Linked DNA regions of Mus musculus: all the other regions are linked to region 2. The links are chromatin contacts, called in public HiChIP or PLAC-seq and promoter capture Hi-C maps. All regions are on one chromosome and are shown on one strand. Each heading gives the region's core, a stretch centred on a gene start, on an enhancer-like site or on the middle of the called end of the contact. The rest is flanking DNA. Distances are from core to core; before and after follow the strand shown. Region 1 holds the start of Kdm4b (lysine (K)-specific demethylase 4B). Region 2 holds the start of Plin4 (perilipin 4). Region 3 overlaps Kdm4b (lysine (K)-specific demethylase 4B).

The links. Promoter capture Hi-C pulls out the DNA fragments that hold promoters and counts their contacts. HiChIP or PLAC-seq counts read pairs in DNA pulled down with a chosen protein or histone mark.
Region 1: a contact with region 2 is called in a promoter capture Hi-C map of pre-B cells. The contact joins the promoter of Kdm4b here to the promoter of Plin4 in region 2. A contact is called at or near these places in 10 of 39 promoter capture datasets (the C10 cell line, the HPC-7 cell line, cranial neural crest and 5 more), 2 of 484 Hi-C or Micro-C datasets (the G1E-ER4 cell line and embryonic stem cells), 7 of 115 datasets of contacts at active chromatin or transcription factors (bone marrow-derived macrophages, embryonic stem cells, fetal liver and 3 more) and 3 of 9 other capture datasets (adipose tissue, liver and pancreatic islet).
Region 3: a contact with region 2 is called in an HNF4G HiChIP or PLAC-seq map of pancreatic cancer cells. The contact joins the enhancer-like site here to the promoter of Plin4 in region 2. A contact is called at or near these places in 10 of 39 promoter capture datasets (the C10 cell line, HPC-7-derived erythroid cells, cranial neural crest and 4 more), 2 of 15 datasets of contacts at CTCF or cohesin (embryonic stem cells and large pre-B cells), 1 of 484 Hi-C or Micro-C datasets (embryonic stem cells), 1 of 115 datasets of contacts at active chromatin or transcription factors (pancreatic cancer cells) and 3 of 9 other capture datasets (embryonic stem cells, liver and pancreatic islet).

What each region holds. Positions count from the first base shown.
Region 1 is chr17:56,324,490-56,329,043 of GRCm38.p6, reverse strand. It overlaps Kdm4b (lysine (K)-specific demethylase 4B), which reads right to left and starts at 2,994. Exons shown (of 23, transcript NM_172132.3): 1 at 2,815-2,994.
Region 2 is chr17:56,107,581-56,111,644 of GRCm38.p6, reverse strand. It overlaps Plin4 (perilipin 4), which reads left to right and starts at 1,863. Exons shown (of 8, transcript NM_001372234.1): 1 at 1,863-1,952; 2 at 2,040-2,107; 3 at 2,194-2,332; 4 at 2,999-3,057. The coding sequence starts at 2,057. Plin5 (perilipin 5) reads left to right here. Exons shown (of 8, transcript NM_001077348.1): 8 at 1-44.
Region 3 is chr17:56,358,514-56,362,538 of GRCm38.p6, reverse strand. The region is part of intron 5 of Kdm4b (lysine (K)-specific demethylase 4B); the gene reads right to left. Among named protein-coding and RNA genes, the nearest start is that of Gm32715, 28 kb to the left of the region's middle. Within about 2 kb of position 1,863, at least 77 of the 459 cell types and tissues checked have an H3K27ac peak or open chromatin away from gene starts, as enhancers often do. A contact at or near this core is called in hippocampal neurons, pancreatic cancer cells and pancreatic islet, where this site is marked.

The DNA.
Region 1 (4,554 bases), core at 1,745-4,244, 220 kb before region 2:
CTGACGCCCTCTTCTGGAGTGTCTGAAGACAGCTACAGTGTACTTATATATAATAAATGAATCTTAAAAAAAAAAAAATTAAAAAAAAAAAAAAAGAAATAGGGGGAAATAGTGGGGTGCAAGAGCAAACAGAACCACTGGTCACTGAAGGCAGAGTGAAGGGAGCAGTGAGAAGCGGTAGCTGGGACATAGGCAGATGGAGCTACAGGGCTGAAAGTGAGGTACCAGCAAGGTGTGGGTAAGGGCCAGCTGCACATCTAGTACAACGAACGCCCACCCCAGGGGTGACCAAGTCACAGTGAACTGAGCCAGTGGGAACACTAGTGCAGAGCAGAAAGCATCCAAACTCCTGGCCCCTAGCTCTTGATCCTCAAGGCCACCTGAGGCCAACGCTATAGATAAAGAGGGAGTCAGGATGCTGCACAGAGCAGGAAAGGCACCTGCTGAGGGAGGGATGTCAATCCAGACCTCTGGGATTCCACCATAGCCTGAACTCCAAGTATGGTGAGCAGAGCCCAGTCCCTGCCCCCCATGGGCCCTGCAGTGACAGGTCTCTCCAGAGGCAGGCCATCTGCTATAGTCTACTCCCTGTCCCCTGTTCCCAGGAGGCTTTGGCAGACTGGTGGCTCTAAATCTTGCTTCTGGAGCAAGTGACAAGCCCAAGGCCACCAGGCCCTGAACCCTCCACCCCACCTCCAGTTCCAGAGACAACCATCAGGAAGTACATCACAGCCCACACCTCTACACCACAAGCGTGAGCACACACGCATGCACTCGAATACCCAAGCACCTCACTGTCTTATGGATACTGGGCTAGCCAGATCAGCCTCTTCCCAGCACTCCCAAGGAGCCCCAGGCCCCTGAGTGATCTGACAGCTTGTTGACTCCCCACAGGTGTCAGGTAGCACAGGGACAGATGGCTACCTAGTGCTGGGGCTCCCAGGACAATGTGAGAAGGGGCCCAGCAGAGGTGGGAAGCAAGAACAGAAAGTCTAAGTAAGGGCTGGGCAGGCAGGGAAAACAGAGGGGCCCCTGGGGCAGGGAAGGAGACAGGCTACAGGCTACAGACAAATATCTACAAGACTGTAACTGAGTCTCCAGATACAAAGTGTACTATGATATCTCCTCAGCAGCCCTCTCCCCGGGAGGAAAGGATTAGAAAATCATTTGTCAATCAGACCTATACAATCCCAGCTTAGAACACACACATTCACAGGTGCGCCTGGATATGCACAGGTACATGGAGCACCTGGCACAAGGACATTTCCACCCCAAACATCAAAACACCCCATGACAGTCAGGCTTCCTGCCCTCCTAGGGAGAGGATGAAAAGTTTGACTGGAGTCTTGCATAGGGACCCTACAAGTTTAGATACAGAACACCCACAAGGCTTGGGGAAAAAAGGAAGGGAAGAAGAAAGCTGACTACAGCTAGAGCAGGGTGGGAAGAAAAGGTTGGCCCAGTCTGGAGACACGCCCTTTTGGTGACTCTGAAGGCAGCAATTACTGGAGAATTAAAGAGAGTGATTAGCCCTTTCCTGGTAGTGGTAGGAGCCCCTGAAGACCCACGTAATGAACCCATTTTGAGGCAGGAGCTGTTTGGGGAACAGTGCAGTCTCCAGCCTGGGGACTGTCAGATACACAACTAATGGGACACAGAGACATCCCGGACCCCCCAACCTTCTGCAACCAAGATCCTCAGCGCCTATGAAGGTGCTGGCACCAGGCTGCAGGCTGAGCAAATCCCACTTGGTTACAGGGAAAGATACACTCTTTCTTTTTGCTTTTTGAAACATACCGGATCCATCCTCTCCATAGTTGAAAAAAACTAGCAACTACTCCGGCAAGACACTTCCCCAGGTGTTAATTATTAAAGCGATGCCATCCTCCGCCCCGCCCCCCCCCCTTTCAGACAGATGGGACAAGGAACCGCGATGCCCGAACCGTAATGGCCAAACCGCACCAGTTACAGCATCAAATCTGCAAACCTGGAATCCCTTATACTCTCAGCTGGCTGACCGAAACCCCTAACAGAACCCCCAAAACCCCCCAGGATATGGCAGTAGGAAAGCCACCCCCAGCTGTCCCCAGCTTTGCCAAGCTTCCCTGTCTGCCGGGATGCCCTGGACTAGTGTGCACGCGGAAAACTGCACATTTCATGGCTTACAGAAAGAAGGGAGCTGGAAAGCAAAGAGACCAGGGTACAGAAGCGAGGTGGAAAGGCTGCCATTGCAATAGCAGATACGTGTACTATTTATTTTCATTTTTAAAATGCAGATTATATGGTGATTTACAGATTCTGGACATGCGGGGGTCAAGTTTGCAAGGCCATGATGGGTGAGTGTTTGGAGGGGACAGCTCCAAACCAAAGGGAACCAAAATGCAAGCGGCGGGGAGCAGGGACTTGGAGTGGGTTTTTTATTTTTAAGGATTTGGGGTTGTTGAAGGGATGGCTGGACCGGGCCACCCACGCTGTCATCTTTTGTGCCCTGGAAAGGGGACGCGGCGCCCCGCCCCCGCCCCGCCTTTGTCCGGCCCCATCGTCAACCCCCCCCACCCACCCCCAAAAAAACACACCCTCCTTTCCCAGGCACACAATCGTTTTGTCGATCAACAAACAGCAGCTTCGCCCGAACGGACAAAAGCGCGGCGTACTCCGCCGCCCTGAGGAGCCGAGTAGGCCGCAGCCAAAGCCTCGGCCTGGAGTGCGCGCGGCGGCCCAAGGTGCGGCGTGGGGGCAGGCATGGCGGCCGCGCGGCCCCCCAAAGGGGCCTGGAAGCTGCTGAGCGCCGCCACGGATCGCACACTCACTCACCTGGCGCAACGCGCGGCCCGGGCCGCAGACAGCAGGCTGAGCGGCGCGTGCCCGGCCGTCTCGCGTCGCCCCCGCCGGCCCTCACTCGCTCGCCCCGGCCACTGGGCTCCGAGCTTCGCCCGGTCTCTTTGCTCCTTCGATGGTTCGCTCGCTCGCGGCCGAGCCCTCAGCAAGAGCCCGGGGCGGGGAGGCGAAGCTTCAGAGGGGCGGGGCGACGGCTCCTACTCGGCCGCCATTGGGCATTCAGCCCACGCCCGCACGCTGATTGGTGGCGGCTGACAGCTCCACCCCTCCCCTCATCAACACCGAGCGGCCCCGCCCTCCGCGACCTGGGGCGGGAGCAGGCACTCGATTTCTTCCCTTCATTGGTCCAACCCCGAGGACGTGCCGGCACCCACTCACGTGCCTAGTGACCGGCTCAGCTTTCAGTGGGTACGAAGCATGCCCGTCAAGATGCACACAGCCAATCCGGCTGCGGTCGGGTGTAGGATAGCCCCGAGCTCACGCAGATTGACAAGCGCGTTCTCAGACTTTACTGAGACAAACGCGGATTGGTGTTTGGTACCGGTCTCTGGGTGCCGAATGGTTGCGACTGAATGTCAATCGCTGTCTTGCTGCTCCAGACTCCACCCTGTGATCGGGCGGCTGCTGAGTACGTGATTTCCTGCACAACATCAGCTCTGGGTCCGGAGACAGTGGTTCGAAACCCAGTAGTTCTAGATCTAGAGTCAGAATTTGAGCCCAGCTTTGCAAAAGGCCGAACTAGGGTAAGAGGATCTCAAAAGCGTTCCATATTGCCCTCCCCAAACGTTCATGAGTTCCCTAAAACGTGCGCGACTTGGTCCACCCCACCCCCCACCTTGAACTGATAGCTGTACCCATGGAAAGCGTTGCAATAACTCAGTGGAAGAGGATTCAATTATCTACTTCTCAAAATGTCCTAGGTCCTACTCTCTAGCTCAGCGTATTGCAAATTGGAGGCCTGGGCACCCAAATTCCAGCTACAGGTGTCCAAGCCCCTGCTCCACACAATTGTTTCCATCTCTTCATTGTGCGATGTGAAGGGAACAGCATCACCACACCAGTCACCCTGCACTCAAGAGCATTTAGTTAAGGTCTGATATCATCCCCATCAATATGCATTTATAATTTTAAATTTTTATTATTTTGTATATATGTGTGGTATATACCTCTACAGGTCAGAGGGCAACTCTGGAGTTTGTCATCTGGGTTGTTAGGCTTCACTGCAAGCTCTTTTATCCAGAGCCTGCTTTGCAAACTACCATTACGGCTTCTATACTTGAGCAAGCAGAGGTGACAACATTCCTGTTTTATGGGGTAGACTAGAAATCCTTCTACTTTAATATCTAACATCTGGAAAGTACCCTCCTTAGAGCAGGTTCTTTGTGCACCCAAGATATTTGTTCTACCCCCCTAGTCTGTTGCTAATTCACTAACTCTCAAGGTTACACATAAATTATTCCAAGCTAGACGAGTCTTGAATTGTTTCCATTGCTCTTCATTGTGCAATGTAAAGAGAACAGCCATCACCCACGCCAGTCACCATGTACTCAGAATTTGGACTACACCATCATCTTTAGTTACATTGAGCTGGAGGCCAGCCAGGGCAACTACATAAGACCCTGTCTCAGGTGAAACAGCTCAGTAAACTTGCCTTCTAGCCAGATGACTTGTGTGACCCACAGGGTGGAGGAAGAGTCCTTTGTCCTTCGGACCTCC
Region 2 (4,064 bases), core at 614-3,113:
TTTGCTGTTTGTGGTCCTGAATAAATATGTTTGATGTGGTCTGAGGTAGGTTTTGGAACTTGGGTGCTGGGAATTTTCAGGGTGTGACTTTAGGGATGTAGGGATGGAGTTTTGAGCCAGCATTCAGGGATGGTATATTTCTTAATGAGCTACAGGGAGAAGCTTAGGTTAAACTTCGAATACACGTAAGTGGAAGCCATTCTTACTTTAGTATAAATTAGCTCTTAGAACCTCTTGGGAGCAGCAGAGGAATGGGGGACCCCATGGGGTGGCTTTTCTTCTCTCTCCTCACTGGACCATTAGTGAGGGGCTGTGGAAGACAGAGAGAGGCAGGGCAAAGGCCAGGATGGGTCCCACGGGGTCCTCCTGACCTCTCACCACATTCTTGGCCACCCTCTGACTCTCAGGTCTGGGCAGTGTGTTGGGAAACCACTGTCTAGCATGATGAGGTCAGGGCAGCCCCAGAGCCTGATCTAGATGGCATTTCTGGGCATCCAGAACCCCCATAATTCCCTGGTGCTCAAAGCAGTGTCTTGGAACAGGCACAACCCTCCTCCAGGCCCACTACCACCTCCTCCAGGGAGCTTAGTGAATTGTGGGGGGCAGGTGGGAGCTGGCAGCACAAGAGGGAGCCAGATGCAGTGCTCCCTCCCACCCACCCCAACCCCTCAGGAGCAATAGCTGGGAGCACCCTCTTCTGCTCCAGAACTGTCACCTAACACACCCAAGATTCCAAGGAAACAAACCAGGGACCCCGGACCCCCGCCTGAAACCTCTTCCCCTAGTTTAGCAGTGGCAGAGTTAATTGCTCCATCGCTGAGGCTGGCATCTCTGTCCCAGGAGTACAAGCCTGGAACAGAGCCCAGGGCAGGAATGGCAGTCACTGTGCCCAGTCACTTCACCGATGGCCTGCTTGGCATACAGGGAGTTCAGGGGCTGTCTGAATCCTGCCTGTGGGGCCTCAGGCCCAGGATGCTCCCTCCTGACACACACACACACACACAGAGAAAGAGAGAGAGATTGAGAGAGAGAGAGATTGAGAGAGAGAGAGAGAGATTGAGATTACACCAGATTGGGTTCTCACACTTCAGTCCAAGTTCCTTTCAGTAGAGGGACATACTACTGCCCTCCACAAGACACACACTCTTCTCTTGGAAACCCTGTTTCTGCCCAGGGAATGCTAAGGTACTATTTGTTGAGTGACTACTGATCACATACGACCTCATTTCAAACTCTCATACACCTTCACTTGTCCCCATTTAGACAAATGTTTCCTAAGTGTCTTATGTGTGCCAGGCACTATCCTGGGCACACTATATAAACAGGATGACAGAGGTAAGGCTGTGTGAGAATCTAGAGAAAGGTGTAGCAGGCAGGGGTGTGGCCTGTGCAAAGGACCTGGGGCAGAGGACGAAGCTGTGTGAAGGCTGTGGGTGAGAAAGGGTCCTGAGTGTTGGAGGAGGTACCTGTGACTGGAATACTCCAAGCCAGGGAGCTGGGGCAGAGTGGGAGGAGGGAGGCAAGGAAGCCAGCTGATAAGTCTAGAAGGTAAAACTGAGACCCACAGGTGGTGCCTGGTAAGAAAGGCATCCCATCTCAGAAAAGTAGAGGCAGAGAGTGGGAGGTCCCTTGGGATGCATGACCGGCCTGTTAGTCACTGGGCCTTCAACAGGCACCATAAACAGAGGCTGCTTGGCCCACAGTGGAGAGCAGGGGAAAGGTGCTGGGTTGGGTCCACACCGCCTGTGCGGGCAGGCATGTGACACCCCCCCCCTCCCTGCTCTCTGGCCGCCTGCCTGGGCCAGCCAGGCCCACACCCTCCCCAGACCCTATAAGGCTTGGGGATTGGGCGCCCAGACGCTGCCAGCAGCGGTCCTGCTCTGAGGGACCCTTTACCCTGACTGGTCCAGGTGACTCGAGCTGCTGTGTCACCCAGAGACTGCCACCTCCAGGTGGGTGAAGGGGGTGTTGGTGGGAGTCAGGGTGGGGATGAAACAGAAGGGCCTCTCCAGCACTTAGCACTTTTTTCTCCTTTCTAGCCCCACAGGCTGCCATCATGTCAGCTTCAGGAGATGGGACCAGGGTCCCCCCCAAATCCAAAGGCAAGGTAAGAGAACAGAGGGCTACTCTGCCAGGGACCCTGGGAAGGCAACCCCAGTGTCCACTTACCTCACCCCTACTCACCCCACACAGACCTTGAGCAGTTTCTTTGGGTCCCTGCCTGGCTTCAGCTCTGCCCGGAACCTGGTGTCCCACACTCACAGCTCCACCTCCACAAAGGACTTACAAACAGCAACAGACCCCTCGGGGACTCCTGCCCCCTCATCTAAAGGTGAGTGGCACAAGAGAAGTGGGGACTGAGTGGCCTGGCAGAGCAACTGCCTGGGAAGGAGCTTCAGCAACTCTGGTGACCTTGTATCTATGTAATCTCCTTAGATAAGGAAACTGAGGTGGAGATACTAGGCGATATAGCCAGGGGAACGGGGCGTTTAAACCCTGCCAAGGCCCCTCTGCTGTTTGCACTGGATACTAGGCTGGACGTTGTTCTTGTCTGAGCTTGTCAAGGGTACTCGGAGAGGGCCAGCAGCTGCCCTGGGGTAACACAGCATTCTGAGGTTCAACTGGGGTGCCTGCAGCAGGCTATTTCCTTGAAGGCCACATATGTGTAACGGGCAGCTGGTGACCATGGCAGGGCTGCCAAGGCAGGGTGGTACCACTCGCCCACTGCAAGCTCTGTGGGCACCAAGTGTGCAGGGTGGGTGTCCAGCACCCAGAGTCCAGCACAGAATGTCCTCTCGCAGCTGCAGGGGCCTGCGTCACATGGGCAAGGGCCACCCTTGGCAGTGAGCGGGAAGGGAGGCTGGGCCTGGCTCCTGCTGTCCCTTGCCAGCAGCTGGGACATTCCTATCCTTTAGGGACAGGCTTGGTAATTGCACAACAGCAACAGGCTCTAGCCAGAGGCCTGTCCCTCATTCCCTGTCTGTCTCTGTCTCTGCAGTGTCCACCAACTCACAGATGGCAGGGGATGCAGCAGGGCTGCTCCAACCTTCTGAACAGGTGAGCTGGTTTGGAAGACCTTGGACAGGAAACCTGGGCTTCTCTGGGAGGTTCTACTTCCTTTCACGAGGTAGGGTTACCAGTACATTCTCTACCTTGGGCCTCAGTTTTCACATCTGGGAAATGGGCACAACCTTTCAGCAATCCTATGGGCTCTGTGCTCAGCACTTGCTTTCCCCTGCCCCTGGGACACAGAGACTGTGCCCCAAAACACCACACAAATCAAAGTTCTCAGAGGGCCAGCAATGGTGTGACCACACCCTGTAGACTCAAATCAAATCACAACCTTGGCAGCCAGGATCACCTATTTTGGCTACAATTAAGCATCCATTGAATCCCTTTCATTTTCCCTCCTGACCTTGAAGGAAATGGGGTTTGCTTGTATCTGATAGAGTCTCATGTGCCCAGGTTGGCCTGTACTTCATTATATAGCTGAGGCTGACCTTGAGCATCTGATCCTTCTGCCTCAACCTCCCAAATGCTGGATTGACAGGTGTGTGCATGCCTCTGCACTACAGTACCAGCCCCAGCAGGCGTGGGTATATTTTCTAGGCAGGCTTTGGGGGAGGGGTGACACCTTACATCACTCAAAGGTAGGGAAGAGCTGGGGACTCAAGCACAGCCAATGTAGAAAGCACAGTGAGCACTCAGGCACTGTGGGATGCAATGCTGGCCCAGCTTCCACCGACTCAGTGCCCACAGTTCCTCTGTTGGGACAACTTTAGAGTCTGCAGGTCTGTTCAAAGTCCCCTGGGGAAGTAGCATCTAGGGAGAGCTGCTCAGTGGCAACACATCTGTGTCACCCCAGCAAGTCCTTCTTGGCTACATGAGACCCTGTATCAAGCAGCCAAGTGACAACAGAGAGCAGCCTCTGACCCTGTGGTCCCTTGGCAATAGTTTGAGCTGTCAAAGCCCAGCAGTCACTGATGGGGTCTCATACTAACTATATAGCCCAGGCAGACATGCAACAATCCTGCCTCAGCTTCCTAAGTGCTGGGCTGATCACA
Region 3 (4,025 bases), core at 614-3,113, 250 kb before region 2:
CTGAGGTCTGTCCACCTGAAAGAGGTGTGACCTATATGTGGACATCCCAAAAGTCACCAGCAGGTGACTGAGCCTGAGACAGCCTGCAAAGGTGAATTCCCAACAGGAAGTATGCCAATCAAGCTTTTACATATGGTTGGAGAGAAGACTGAACCGTTTATACAAAGTTCAGCAATGGCCTTTCCCAGGCCACGCAGCCCAGGGACATGGAGTGTATGGAGTTCAAAGACAAATGGGGTAGCTCAAGTCCTCAAGCCAGGACAGCAGCACTGTGTGCAGAGAGGGCAATGGGACTTCAAGGGCTCCTGCAGAGCACAGCAGTTCACCGCACACATGGAGAGTACACATGAACACACACCTAGGCCCCCATCCTTCGTTCCACAGTAAGAAAGAGGGGGTTCCATGGCCTACCGGGAGCCTGCAAAGAATTCAGTGGCTCAGGGATAAAGAGATGGCCCAGTAGTTAAGAGCACTGGCTAATCTTCCAAAGTACCTAGATTCAATTCCCAGCACCCATATGACAGCTCACTCCAGTTCCAGGGATTGGACAGACACATATGCAGGCAAAACACCAATGCACATAAAATAAAAATAAGTCATTATTAAAAACTCATTGGGGTGAGTCTGGCCTCATCAGGAGATGGCCCCTCCAAGGTCAGGGCTGCAGAAAGCAAGGGTGTTCCCACACAGCCTGAAGGCAAGGGGCTACTGTAGGCTGCCTAGAGAGCCCAAAGGGTTCATACACTCCACTTCTGAGCCACAGAGCCCCAGGCACACAGATACCACAGAGCCCACGCTCCATCTGTGATTCCTCTCCAGGAAGAAGGAAAGGAACCAGGCACCCTGAAAAAGAGACAGTGTTGGGTCCAACTGTCGGCCTAGCACAGGGCCACCCTGCTTCTTCCTCTCTTGACTTCTCTGAGAATTAAAACATTTAATTTTAGAGTTTATTTCACCTCAAAGTACAGTGTGGCAGACATTAAAGAATGCCCTGCTGGGAGAGAATACCCAGGAGACGACCTGAGCCACACAGTCAAGGTCAGCATTAGCATGGCCAGTCTGTGATGGAGGGACCACAGACACTATACTCCACATCACCAAGGCCAGCGAGCAAGAAGGAAAGTGGGAAGTCAGATAACAGGCTGCCCAGAGGAGCTAGGAGGACTGTGTAAGACACTGAAAACTCTGCATAGCGCATGGTCCACTCCTGGGAAAGCTGCAGTGCTGGCTCACCATAGACAGATCCACCTGCACTATCAGGTAAAAGAGGGAGGAACAGGAAGAGGGAGGAAGAGGACAGAGACAAGGAGGAAGAGGACAAAGAGGAGGAAGAAGACAGAAAGTAAAAGAAGTAGACAGAGAGAGGAAGAGGAAGACAAAAAGGGAGGGGAGGGGGCAGGGAGAGGAAGACAGAGGAGAGAGGAAGAAAGGAGAGAAGAAAGGAGACAGAGAGGGGGAGGAAAAGGGTGGTGGAAGGGAGAGGAATCCCCAACCAAAAAAAGTAGGCCATATAAAAACCAAAGAGAAAGAGCTACGGGCCACCACCCCAGCTCACCGTTTGGCTCAAGAGCCCAACTCAGCTCCAATTCCCCAAGTCTGTGGGGTGGGGAGGGGCTCCTCACAAACTGCTGCAGGCTAACAGCCCTGATTCAGGCAAAGAATACAGAAGGCTTCCTGCTCAGCATTGCTTACAGAGCTCTGCAGCCCAGAAGCAAACTCTTTAAGTGAAGACAGAAAGGCAGGGGAGAGTCAAGTGGGACCCTGTATGAGCCCCAACATGCAAATGGTGTGCTGGCTGCTCTGACCCTCAGATCCTGGGAACACAGCTGCGAGGCAGGGCCTGCCACAGCCAAGTCTTCGGCAGGCCTGGTTGTGGAAAGGACAAAGCAGGACGGCTCATCGAGCTAATGGGCACAGGCTGTGACTCAGAGCTGCACCCTGCCGTGTGCACCAGATTCCCTGAAATTGCCCGTCATCATCAGAGCATCGTGGTGGCTAATGACACAGGGCTCATCTTGCATGCCAGGGGCCCAATGCCCCAGTTCAAGCTCAGGCACGTCACAAGCCTCAGTTACTTATCTGGCTGCAGTGGTGGCTGAGATGTACAGCAGTCTCAACAAGCGGAAGGCCAGAACCATGGCATTAGGGTGACAGAGCAGCTGTGGCCAGAGTGAGGCCAAGGGCCCAATGACAAGGCAGCAAGGGGTACTGGGCCAGGAATAACACAATTGTCCCTTGCTAGCTTCTGTGTGTCTGGACCAAGTGGTTGCGATGGCTGGAGAGCCAAGCCCCACAGGACAGAGCTTTGAGTCCAGCTGGAGAATGCCCCTGGCTGGCTCTCAATCACCTTACATTTGGGGTCTCCTGGCTTCTAGTCCTGAGGGAGGGAACACACAGTAGCCTGTGGACTGACTTCACATGCTTGCAATGTCGGAGACAACATAGGTCAGGGGACATGGAGTGATTGCATCCTTGGGACAGAGGCCAAGGCCATCATTGAGATGTGGACTGGGTAGAGAAAGATCCTGCCACAGCCATACTTGGTGCATTAGCAACACAGCCACAGAGCCTGTTGTTAGGCTCTACAGCACAGGGCAGCTACCTGGGACAAATGTCACCCTTGGAGGAGGTTCCTTCTATAGAGAGCTCTGCAATCTCATAAACCCCAAGGACAACTGAGGACAAGCACCATGGCCAGGTGCTCTAGAGAGGACAGAGTGGCAGTGCAGGGACCATGAAGAAGTCCCCCATCCCCACTCCCACCCCCCCAGTGGTGATGTCCCCACACCAAGAGACCATCACAGTCACTGGCTTCAGGTCAGAGCAGGGACAGCAGCAGCTCACAGACTTGCACACATCAGTTCAACTCAGACATTGTGGGGCATCTGCCTTTCCAAAGCACTGCAGGGAATACTTGGCACATGGAAAGCATCCACCTCCCAGGTGTCTACCACACAGTAGAGGCAGGACAAGGGAGGGACCAGCAATGTGAGCCAGATAAGAGACAACCACTCCAAGCTGCGCTGCCTCCTGCTGGCTTCATCATCAGAGGGATCTGGCAGCTCAGCTGACAACTGGAAGGAACCACCCTCACAGGTGCAGAGAGTTAGGGTAGGGCACAAGAACCATCTTTGCTCCCTCAGTATGGGGGCTGCAAGGCACTCAGAAGCCAGTGCCATACCAGCTGATAGAGATCCAAGCCAGGGCAGCTCTCCAGCAGATCCAGCCGTCCTTTGGGGTCTTAGAGGGCAATTGATGTAGGCTACCTTCCCTAGGCTAGGCTAAAGGGTCTGACTAACCATAGTGGTCATAGCAGATTACACAGGGTGGAGGGGGAAGCACGACTGGGAGACCTTCAAATACAGGCCTCCTCATTTCCCATACAAGGCACTGTCCTTGGAAGCCTTATAACAGCTGTACAGTGTGCCCACTCCTCCAGAGACCCCAGTGCAAGAACAGCTTTCTATAGAGAGCATGAGAGCCCACCGCTCCTTCAAGTGCCACCTGCAGGGGCAGCTTCTGGAAGACTAGACAGAACCTGCCCAGGGCAGCACACACCCCCACCTTCAGATTCCTTGACCCTCAAATCACACCAGTCAAAGCTGCAACAGATGCAGAGAACCTTCAGAAAATACTGCAACCTGCAGATATCCTCATGTATCCAAAACCCAGTATGGTGCTGAACCAGAACACAAAACATAGACTGGACTAGAGGATCTGATGGAGGAGGGGTTGCAACAGTTCCCTCTGAGAGTAAAGCATTCCATTTTGCAGAGATGCATTTTAAACAGGAAGGTAAGCAACTAAAAACAGCTTCAGGAAGTCCCTGAAACCAACCAGCTTCACTTGGCCCCTCCCTGTCAGAGTGAGCACTAATAAAGCTGAGCTCAGGAAACCAGTCTGCCTGGAAGATGCTCAGACCAACTGAGGCACTGGAAAGGACAGTCTGCATCCTGACATCCTCCCTGCAGGCTGTGCGGTGAGCATCAGGTTCTCAGCTTTCTGAGCTGTCACTCAGGCCTTGG